Linked DNA regions of Rattus norvegicus: region 2 is linked to region 1. Evidence: chromatin contacts called from public Hi-C data. All regions are on one chromosome and are shown on one strand. The core of a region is the stretch at or near the end of the contact, and the rest is flanking DNA. Distances in the headings are between cores, read along the strand shown.

Region 1 (4,518 bases), core at 1,751-4,250:
ACAGGTTGTTAACTGAGAGCTTGAGAGCTTTTCGTTTTTTTTTTTTTTTTTTGATCTTACATTTGTACCAGTAAGTTAACATCTGTGAGTCACGAGCTTGCTTGGCATCAGTCGTTAGTGGTCTGAGTGTTTTTGTGCCTACCGTCGATAAGGCCTATTTTTAAAGGTTTGAAATGCAGAGAATTCTAGAATTTCTGAAGAGGACGCTTGGGTCTTCCATGATCCTCTGAAATTATGTGTAGTTTTATACACTTGATGAGTTCCGAGCAGGACTGAGGGAAGAACAAAGGGAGATTATTATTTTTTGTAATGTGTTCCTGGTGGTGAAGGAAATCCCTGTATGAAGGTGGTTCTTGTCCTGATGCCATTCGTGCCTTTCGGGACTCGAGATCCGTGTTCTGCAAGGTCTCCCAACCCATGATCAGATATAATTAACTAGAGCCTAAGGACTACTAAAAAGATACAAATCTGTTTTCTCCCAGTTGAAAGCAAACTCTCTCCCTCCCCGCCCCCACTGCCAAGCGCCTTAAAAACTGTCAATCTTGAAATGGTGTGCTCAGGTATATGAAAGGCAAAACTTTCTGGCTGGTAGGTAAGGTGGTGAACCATCTATGAAAGGAAGTGGTGGGGACAGGAGTTCTAGTTTACCATAAGGAACAAAGGGGACCACAGATACACAAAGGGCGGCTCTCACTGCAGAGTTACTGACACCTCTTAGGTCACTGTCCCTTACAGGCTATATACCAGTAGAAGCCCAGAGCAACCAGTAAGCTGATAGTGCTTCACTCAACAAATAGTTATTGCACGTCTGGAATGCCCTGTGCTTGGGGCAAAGCATATAATCTTTTTTGATAGGTTAAAAAAACATAGTAACGTTTTTAAACTCTGCAAGAATGTCTGGGGAAATCCACTTGTGTTTTTAAAGTGAATGCAAAATCCACTTGTCAAATGTATAGGTAAAAAACGTAGTAACGGTTTTTAAACTCTGCAAGAATGCCTGGGGGAAGTCCACTTGTGTTATAAAGAGAATGCAAATTCTACTTGTCAAACATTAACTAAGTGAGCGACAGACAGTCCTGATCGGAGGATTGGTGTCCTCAAAATGTATACATATCTTAATCGGATCTCTCTTAGTGCTTCTCATCCTACGGGGAGTTTCAACCAGATCCTGCTGCACACATGGGACCTCAGGTGTTTCGAATATTTGCCATCAGAATTGTCCCAATCACATCCTCTGATTTGGACATTAGAACATTTTGAGCTTCTGCACTCCAGGACACGGTTAGGAACAGGAAGACCAACATTTGATGGTCATCGTGGAAGCATGACAATGAACACGTTCACTCATTGCTGCCAGGGTAGAAAATGCTGGATTGTGGTGGGCTTCTTTTAGTGTCCCACATGCTTGCATGTCAATGGTCGTGGAACTAAGCACTAGTTTAGTGGAGAAAGAGGCCGAGGGGAGGGGGGTGAGGGAGGAGGAAATCTGAGGAAACCGCTTTTGCAAACAGTTGAAAACTCTCCAGCGTTTTCATGAGACTACAACATCAAAATGAAAATTCCCCAAAGAGACTGTTTAGTTTGTCCAATTCTACAGACATGATAGTCCAAAATTCTTTTCCTTGCTGCTTATTTGGGCGTGTGAACGTACAGTTCATTCATCAGCTGGTTCCTTAAGCTTTTCCCAGGCTCTGAAGTGTCTGTTCTTGTCATTTGGAGGTCAGCATTGTTTTCTCATACCTTGCAGAAACACAGCTGGACAGCAACAGTCTGTTCTTTCAAAAAACCAAACCAAAACAAAACAAGGATTATCACATACACATATTTTCCTCTGGTCACCCAAGAAGGGTGGAGATGGGAGATGTGACCAAGACCCAGAGATTGACACTCTATTGCTGTCCCCACCCCACCCGCCTGATTTGTTTTGGGAATCCCGTACACTGCTAAGGCTCCAAGGGGCAAAACATGCTTAGCTAAAAGTCAGCAGGTGTGAATAAGTTTACTGGAGCAGAAGTTACAGTTGCAGGCAAGTGGTAGCAGTTCAACACATGCTTAGAAATCAGGAAACAGTACTAAGAATAGCTTTCCCTGAGGTCTCTCAGGACGATTTATTACGTTGTCTTTTATTCAAAGGTAGATGTCAATACCTTGCTGGCTTCAGCTACACTTACGGTACCATGCCTTGGAAGATTTGTTCATTTATACCAACTATCTCGATGTATAATGGCTATCAGCGGCAAATTATCTATCGGTTATTCTCACTCATCTTGATATATATATATATATATATATATATATATATATATATATATATATATATATAAACAGAATAATTAAAACACAGTTACAAGTTCTGGATTCCCTTGGCTAATCCAGGAGCTTTGGAACTTTGAGTCTTTGGGATCTTCAATAGGCATGGTTCTGAGCTAGTGAAGCCGATTGAGGTTTCTGTTCAGCAATGCTGTCCTTGCCTTGCCCATCCATTCCACGGGTGGGATTCTGAGTCACGTCTAGGCTGGAATCCTCGCAGGACCCCCCCCGCTGTGGAAGCCCCCCCGCACGCGCCCCTCGTTGCGCACCCACGCCTCATGTCCTGTGTGTCAAGCTTTGTGAATGAATGATGTACACGCACTTGGAAAACTATGCTGCTACTGGAGCGGGGCCGCAGCGGGTGACCAAGCCTCTAAGAATGCGTGCAGAATCAGACGGACTTTCCCGAGACTCTGCACGCCAGCGACCCGCTCGCCAGCCATTCTCCGGAGCGGTGGGCCGAGGCTCTGGCCCGGCGCGCGCAGAGTAGCTGGAGCGGCGCCGCCCCGCCAGGCTCGCCCGCCCTTCCTTTCGCTTTTGGAACGCGGGTGATGATTGGCTGCAGGCGCTAGGCCCCGCCCCGCCGCCCCATCCCCGCCGCCCGGTCGAGTGGGCAGGGCAGGCGCTGGGATCCTGGGCCTGGGCTCGGTGAGGAACGCCCTAAAGCGGAGGCGAGCCTCACTGCGCCAGCGCCGGCCAGCCGAGAGAGTGAGCGAGCGCCCGGGACAGAGGAGCGAGCGGGCGAGGCGCGGGCGAGGCTGGGACCCAAGCGCGCTCTCTGCTCCGCCAAGTGCCAACTTCGCGCCGACTGGCTGGGCGCGCACCTTTCTGCCGGGCGATCAGCGGGAATTTGAGATTTTAGGGCTGCGCTCTGTCCCCTTCCCCTGAGTTCAAAATCCCTATTAAAAAGCAAAACAACAGTTACAGCAAACTTGCTCTCATCCCGCCGGCCCCCTCAACTCCGGCACCATGAAGGCGGCCGTCGATCTCAAGCCGACTCTCACCATCATCAAGACAGAAAAAGTGGATTTGGAGCTTTTCCCATCCCCGGGTGAGTGGCGACAGTGAGGCCCCCACCCCAGCTCCGTGTCCCCTCTGGCCTGCGCTGCTCTCTCAGGAGCCCGGGATGTCTAGACCAGGAGACTGTTGGTGGCCTGAGACCCTTGGGTTTTTTGGGGGTGGTGGTGGTGGTCTATTTATTTTTACAGCTGCGTTTTTTGTGACTAATGGGAAAAAGCTTATAGAATTTCCAGTGCCCCAATTCCGGTGTTTCAATTTTCCCACATAAGCGAGAACCTTCTGGTAGTATTCCTTAATGTTAGCAAGGGGGCCTGACAGTGCCTCTCAGGTCACCCCCATGCCCCTCCCAACTGTGTCTCCCCAGTACTGGAGCTTGATGGGAGGGTCCTGTGGAGTGCTGAAAGGGTATTTGGCTAGCTGCCTGGCCTTCCAGCACTTGTATCCTGAGCTCCCCTGTCATAAGAACCTTAGAGTCTCACCCCTCTTTTCTAGGTTGAGGAGGAGGTAGTGGGAGGAGAAATAAAATGAATCTGTTTAAACTTTGGGAAAGTCTGATTCCTTCCCCGTTCAGTTTGGCTTCCCATACCAAAGGTCCTCGAAGAAGAAAAGCATCCACCAACCAGATGTGACTTAGTGTCTTTGGTTCATGGTTTCATTTAGCAGGCTTAAAGGATTTGAAGAGGAGAGGGAGAGAAAAGACATCGAATTTTGTCTTAGAAGGGAATTTTAGTGTTCCACAGATGGAGTCAACTCTTCAGGATTCCTGAAGCTAGCAGGGCGTCAGGGAGTGTGCCTACTTTTAGAAAGGAAACTGGTCTCAAGGAAAGGTGACTTGGGAGGTGAAAGGATGTAGAGAGATACAGGGAGAAGGGGATACGTTTTGGAAAATAATCAGCTGTCAAAGACACAGACCTCTGTTGGGTCTGATTAGCCGTAAGGGTTGCTGCTGTCCCTGATCCTTGCCTCTGCCAGGAAGAACTGCATATTTAACCTGTTCTTTATACTTTACATACAAGCCAAGATGAGGTGTTGACATTCTGATGTACTTCAAAGTGTTAATAGAGGCATTTGGGTCCCATCCCTTCCAGAGACTCTCCTGATATTCAAGGGCAGGATTGCTCTGTACAAAAACTGGGCTTGTCACAGTGTGGTGGCAGTCAGAGCCAGGCTGAGCTGGGGGTCTCTCCT
Region 2 (5,117 bases), core at 1,093-3,592, 370 kb after region 1:
CATTAAGAAATCATAGTTCTATAAGGAGTTTTGTATTATTGTATTGTGCACTTTAAATTTCTTCTAATTTTTGATAGATGAGTCAATGGCAAAATCAGTGGGTTGAATGCACTTTGTGCCTCAGGGCACTAAAACACTGAATGGGCCAAGGGCATTTTATGAAGCTGCATAAAACAGTTGAAACCTATGGCTAGGAATCTATTACCAAATTGCTTTTCTCATGTATGTGATCACTTGTAATCTGATTATATATTTCTCTGGTGATCTCCAAACATTCAGATTTGAATTAAGGTCCTTACTGACTAACTTTTCTTGAGATTGGAGACTGTCAAGACTCTAACTGAGGTAAAGAACTTTGCTACTAGAGAGATCACAACCAAAAACCCTGAATTGGCTCTTGATCATCTTGCCAGTGAGGGGGACTATGTTGAATTTGAGCAGTGTTACAGCGACACCTGCTGGAATTTCACTAACTAGCAAGTGCAATTCAAGCAGATCAGAATTCTGTGAATTCACATAAGGGGAAATCTAAAATCTCATACATATGAGAAATAAAATAATTTTTTGATGGAAAAATTCCAAACAGTTATCTCACTTTCAGTATATGAAATGTGGCTTTTCCTGAGGTAAGAAGACTTAACATCGAACAAAGTAGAATCATGGTAATTTTGATACGCAATCACATCAGAGTCTGTAAATCGGAGGGCATTTACAGAAGCATCTGAAGAACATTTTTCAATCATTTTTTTGGCTCAAAAATAAATGTCAAATTCTCACTTCACTGAGGCTTCTTGCGAGGGTGCTCACTTTAAGAATTCACACAGAATATGGTCTCAACTTCTCTTCTCTCTCTTCTTTCTCCTTTTCTCTTTAAGAGCATTCTATTCTATCCTACTGTTCTCAAAGCTCCCACATGCACAGGGCAAGCTGCAGTACAGAGCAGCAATACCATGCATCTCTGAAGAGCTTTGCACATGAGCTGAAACCCGTATTTCAGATCAGTCTGAAAGCCATCAGATTCAAGCTGTTACATTTTCTGAACACAAAACTCCGGACATGTTTTATTCATTATCTGTTCTCGTCTTTGAGGCAAACACCTACAACTCATTTTGAGGTCAGGAGATAACCAAGAAGTCTCAACCCATCATTTCTCGGTCTTTCATTATTGTTTGTTTGGATTTATGCTTTGGTCAGGAATCTCTGAGATGTAATGTTCATTACCTCATAGCCACTTTAAACAGTAGGCCCATGAGGGCACCCTCCCTATTGACATTTGAAACATTGGAACTCTCACTTGTTTGCTTTTAGTTGTATGATATGAGGTGCAAACCATTCTTCAGTTTACAGAGGGAAAGAGGCAGAGAAACCTAGACATGTGGTGTGAAACAGCAGGCTATTGCCCTGCTCACTGCTCCAGAGTCTGTAGTCCACCTCCACAGGATCCTGATTTCCCTGATGCTAAGGAATAAGAAGGCATCACTCTGACTCCCAAGGTGAAAGCCTTAAGTCTGAATCTTTTGCTGATTCCCAGGTAGTTTTGGACAGTGTTTGCCCCTCCTTGTTTTATATTACTTTTGAAGGAAGATAATGTCTTTTAATTTCTGTTTAAAAAGAATTTCATCTGAGTATAGTGTTTAGTACTCTCAGAGTGTGCACAACTCTATCCTACCATGTTCCATCTAAAGCTATGGCCTTTTTTACTTTTCTTTAAACATACACATGTATTTCAAAAGAATACATGTACACACATAGCCCAGTGATTACACTTAGTATAGTGCTGTTCTCATATATATGGTTTTAGGGCTAACCACTTTGCATTGATAACCAACTGTGGGGTTCAATCCAGGGAAGATTTACTCTCCCTCTCTTCCATGGTCATTGCCTGTAGGTCATTTAGGAGTGGGACCTTGTGAAACTTCTCTCATCCACATAGCATATCAGCTATTGTTATCCCTGTGCTGGTTAACTTCAGGCAGCTACAATACTGAGATTTTGTGGGTGCAGGTTTCCTGTCATATAGAGAAGACATACTATCTCTATATCAGGGTCTCTGGTACTTACAGTCTTTCTACTTGGTCTTTTAAAATGTTTGCTTAACCTCAGAGGTAGGGATTGTGTTGTGGACGTATCAGTTGGTACTGAGTAAGTACCACACCATCATTTGTTCCCTGTGTCTTGACCAGTTGTGGCTTACTGTCATGATATTCATGTGCTATCAACAGAAGCATCTTTGATGAGGGATGAAAGCTACAGTTATTAGGTTGGATGGGTGCAAAGATGTGTGTCCTAGGCTAGGCCAGACTGGACCTGGGCACAAGATGAATGCACCAGACAGAACCTAGAGGTTGGATGTGGTACAAGCTTAAGTCAAGCTAGTTGACTGGATTTGGCAATGCACAGGATGTGTGATCAAAGATCATTCTAAATTGATTTCATATATTTGCACTTCCCAGTCTTGGGTATTTACTCTTGAAGGAAGATACTTAATTTTTAACTATGGGTTATATATTTACCTCTGTTATACAGTCTTCGGAGTAAAAATTATGGGTAAATGTATTCTAAAGATGTATGACCACAGCCAGAATACAGCAAATACATAGGCGAATGCCAGCAGCAAACCACTGATCTGAGAATGGGACCCCCGTTGAAGGAATCAAAGAAAGGACTGGAAGAGCTTGAAGGGGCTTGAGATCCCATATGAACAACAATGCCAACCAACCAGAGCTTCCAGGGACTAAGCCACTACCCAAAGACTATACATGGACTGACCCTGGACTCTGACCTCATAGGTAGCAATGAACAGCCTAGTAAGAGCACCAGTGGAAGGGGAAGCCCTTGGTCCTGCCAAGACTGAACCCCCAGTGAACGTGATTATTGGGGGAAGGATGGTATTGGGAGGAGGATTGGGAGGGGAACACCCATATAGAAGGGGAGTGGGAGGGGTTAGAGGATGTTGGCCCGGAAACCGGGAAGGGGAATAACAATTGAAATATAAATAAGAAATACTCAAGTTAATAAAGATAGAAAAAAAAAAGATGTATGACATGGTAAATCAGGGATACAAGAGAAATACTGTTGTCTTAGATCAATGGAGCTCACTCCAGGATCCTCACACATATCCAAATCAAAGGATGATCAAGTCCATAACAGAAAATAGTACAATATATTATATAAATATATAATATATGGCCTTCATTAGCTTCATCTGTACTCTAAAACTTCTCTAGATTATTTAAAAGAACTAATGTAGTATAAATGCTATATAAACAGATGTGGCACTATACATTTTAGGGAGAAACAAAGATGCTATAGATGATGACTCCAGACACATGACTCTTTGAATATTTTCTGTCCATGTTGGTTGAACTGTCTAATGTGAAACCAGCAGATGTAGAATTTAGACTTTATACTACAAGTGTTCTGATTCCTATGCTACTGAAACAGGCAAAATGCTGTTCCTAAGAATTTTCCTTTACTTAAAAATGTTCAATAATTTTATGAAAAAAAAATAACGTAGACAATGAAGGGCTGGAAGGAAATGGAACTGGTTTATAGTTGGCAAGAATATGCCACTGATGTTATCGTAGGCTTCCACACGTGCCACCCTTCTATTCTGTGACATGCTCCTTTAACCTACTGAACATGTAAATACGAAGAAGATGAACTTGGAGAGTTACGGCCTAGAATTGCAAGGAGAACTTTTGTGGCAAGGCAGTGCCAATGATCAACAACGATCACCCCATAAAATATCAAATTGTAAAACATTGATTTATACATCACCTGGCCAGTCAGCAAATACCCTGGAGCCCAAGTACAGGCCTCTTAAAGGGTATATCATTTTAGAATATACCAAAGCACTTAAGAATTTTTCACATGGCGTACCGGGATGGAAACAGAGATAAGTGGGAGTAGAAAGTTACTTTTACTTTAATTTCCATTCTGGATGCTATCAGTTGCCTCCTCGTCACCTACTTGAGGATTTAAACCTTACATCCGGTTTCATACAACACCAAATTATGACTAAGCTGAGAGGGTCAATGGCTTGGTAGAAATTCATGAGAGCATATGTTTAGACTTTATGTTCAACATTATGATATATACACTCTGTTGACTGATAATTTATAGCCTCCAGGGTGCAGGAAGTAGTTCCTTGGTGCATGCGCACGTGTGTGCGCACGCACACACACACACACACACACAACGCACACACGCACACAAGCACTCACATACACGCACATATAGTTATATGGTTATATAGTTATATAATGTAATTTATATAGTTAGCCTATGGATATGCCTGTCAAGGCCAGAAGTCAACCTCAGGTGATAGTCTTACCTTCTGTCTTGTTTGACACAACCTTTTCATTGTTCATTACTGTTACTGTGTACATAAGATCAACTGGCCCATGCTATAGCTTCCAGAGAATTTTTGGTCTCTACCGGCATCTCACAAAAGGGGTGTTAAGATTATAGACTCACACCAACATGCCAGGCTATATTGGGTTCTGGAGACTTGATCTCAGGTCTTTGTTTGCATAACAAGCCCTTTACCAACTGAACCAAAGCTTAAAAGAGAACTCTTGGTTGTGCTACTCAAGGATTGGCAGGGAGGGGTTTGATTATCAAAATATGTCCATTCTACAAAAGCCCAACAATAAGACTTTAAAGAGGAGCTCCTGTCAGGGACTGGAAACACTGTGGCTGGAGTCAGTGGCACGGGCACTCATGCTCACGGTTAGGTGTCTGGTGACTCGCAGCATTGACTTTTTGGCCGGTGAGCATCCTAACCCTGCACCTAGCCTTTCCTCCTGCCTCCTTTTAAATTTACTGTTCTAATCATGGGGCACAACAGGAACCAAGTTGTCAGAGGACAGTGCTTTGACAGTAAGATAGCCACTGGCTTTGGAAACAGTGTTCCAGTTTCCCTGAGACTTCTTCTTTGGCAGCAGGAGACCAGTAGCTTGTCACCCTGTCCGGTCCTGTTGATAGTATCTTTTAATTGTCCCCAATGACCCATCTCTTAATCAATGTGTCTGAGGTTCTCAAAGAGCTAAGTTCTCTGGACTGACATTCAATCTGTTCTATCATTTGAGTTCAAAAGTCGAGGGGGTAGGGGA

The links. Hi-C and Micro-C count contacts between places; a contact is called where the count stands out from the background.
Region 2: a contact with region 1 is called in a Hi-C map of liver, with 3 times the contacts expected there. The contact joins the enhancer-like site here to the promoter of Ets1 in region 1. A contact is called at or near these places in 2 of 12 Hi-C or Micro-C datasets (hepatocytes and liver).

Annotation. Positions count from the first base shown.
Region 1 is chr8:39,360,427-39,364,944 of GRCr8, forward strand. Ets1 (ETS proto-oncogene 1, transcription factor) reads left to right here and starts at 3,001. Exons shown (of 8, transcript NM_012555.2): 1 at 3,001-3,361. The coding sequence starts at 3,280.
Region 2 is chr8:39,732,764-39,737,880 of GRCr8, forward strand. No RefSeq gene overlaps it. Among named protein-coding and RNA genes, the nearest start is that of Ets1, 370 kb to the left of the region's middle. Within about 2 kb of position 2,343, at least 1 of the 93 cell types and tissues checked has an H3K27ac peak or open chromatin away from gene starts, as enhancers often do. A contact at or near this core is called in liver, where this site is marked.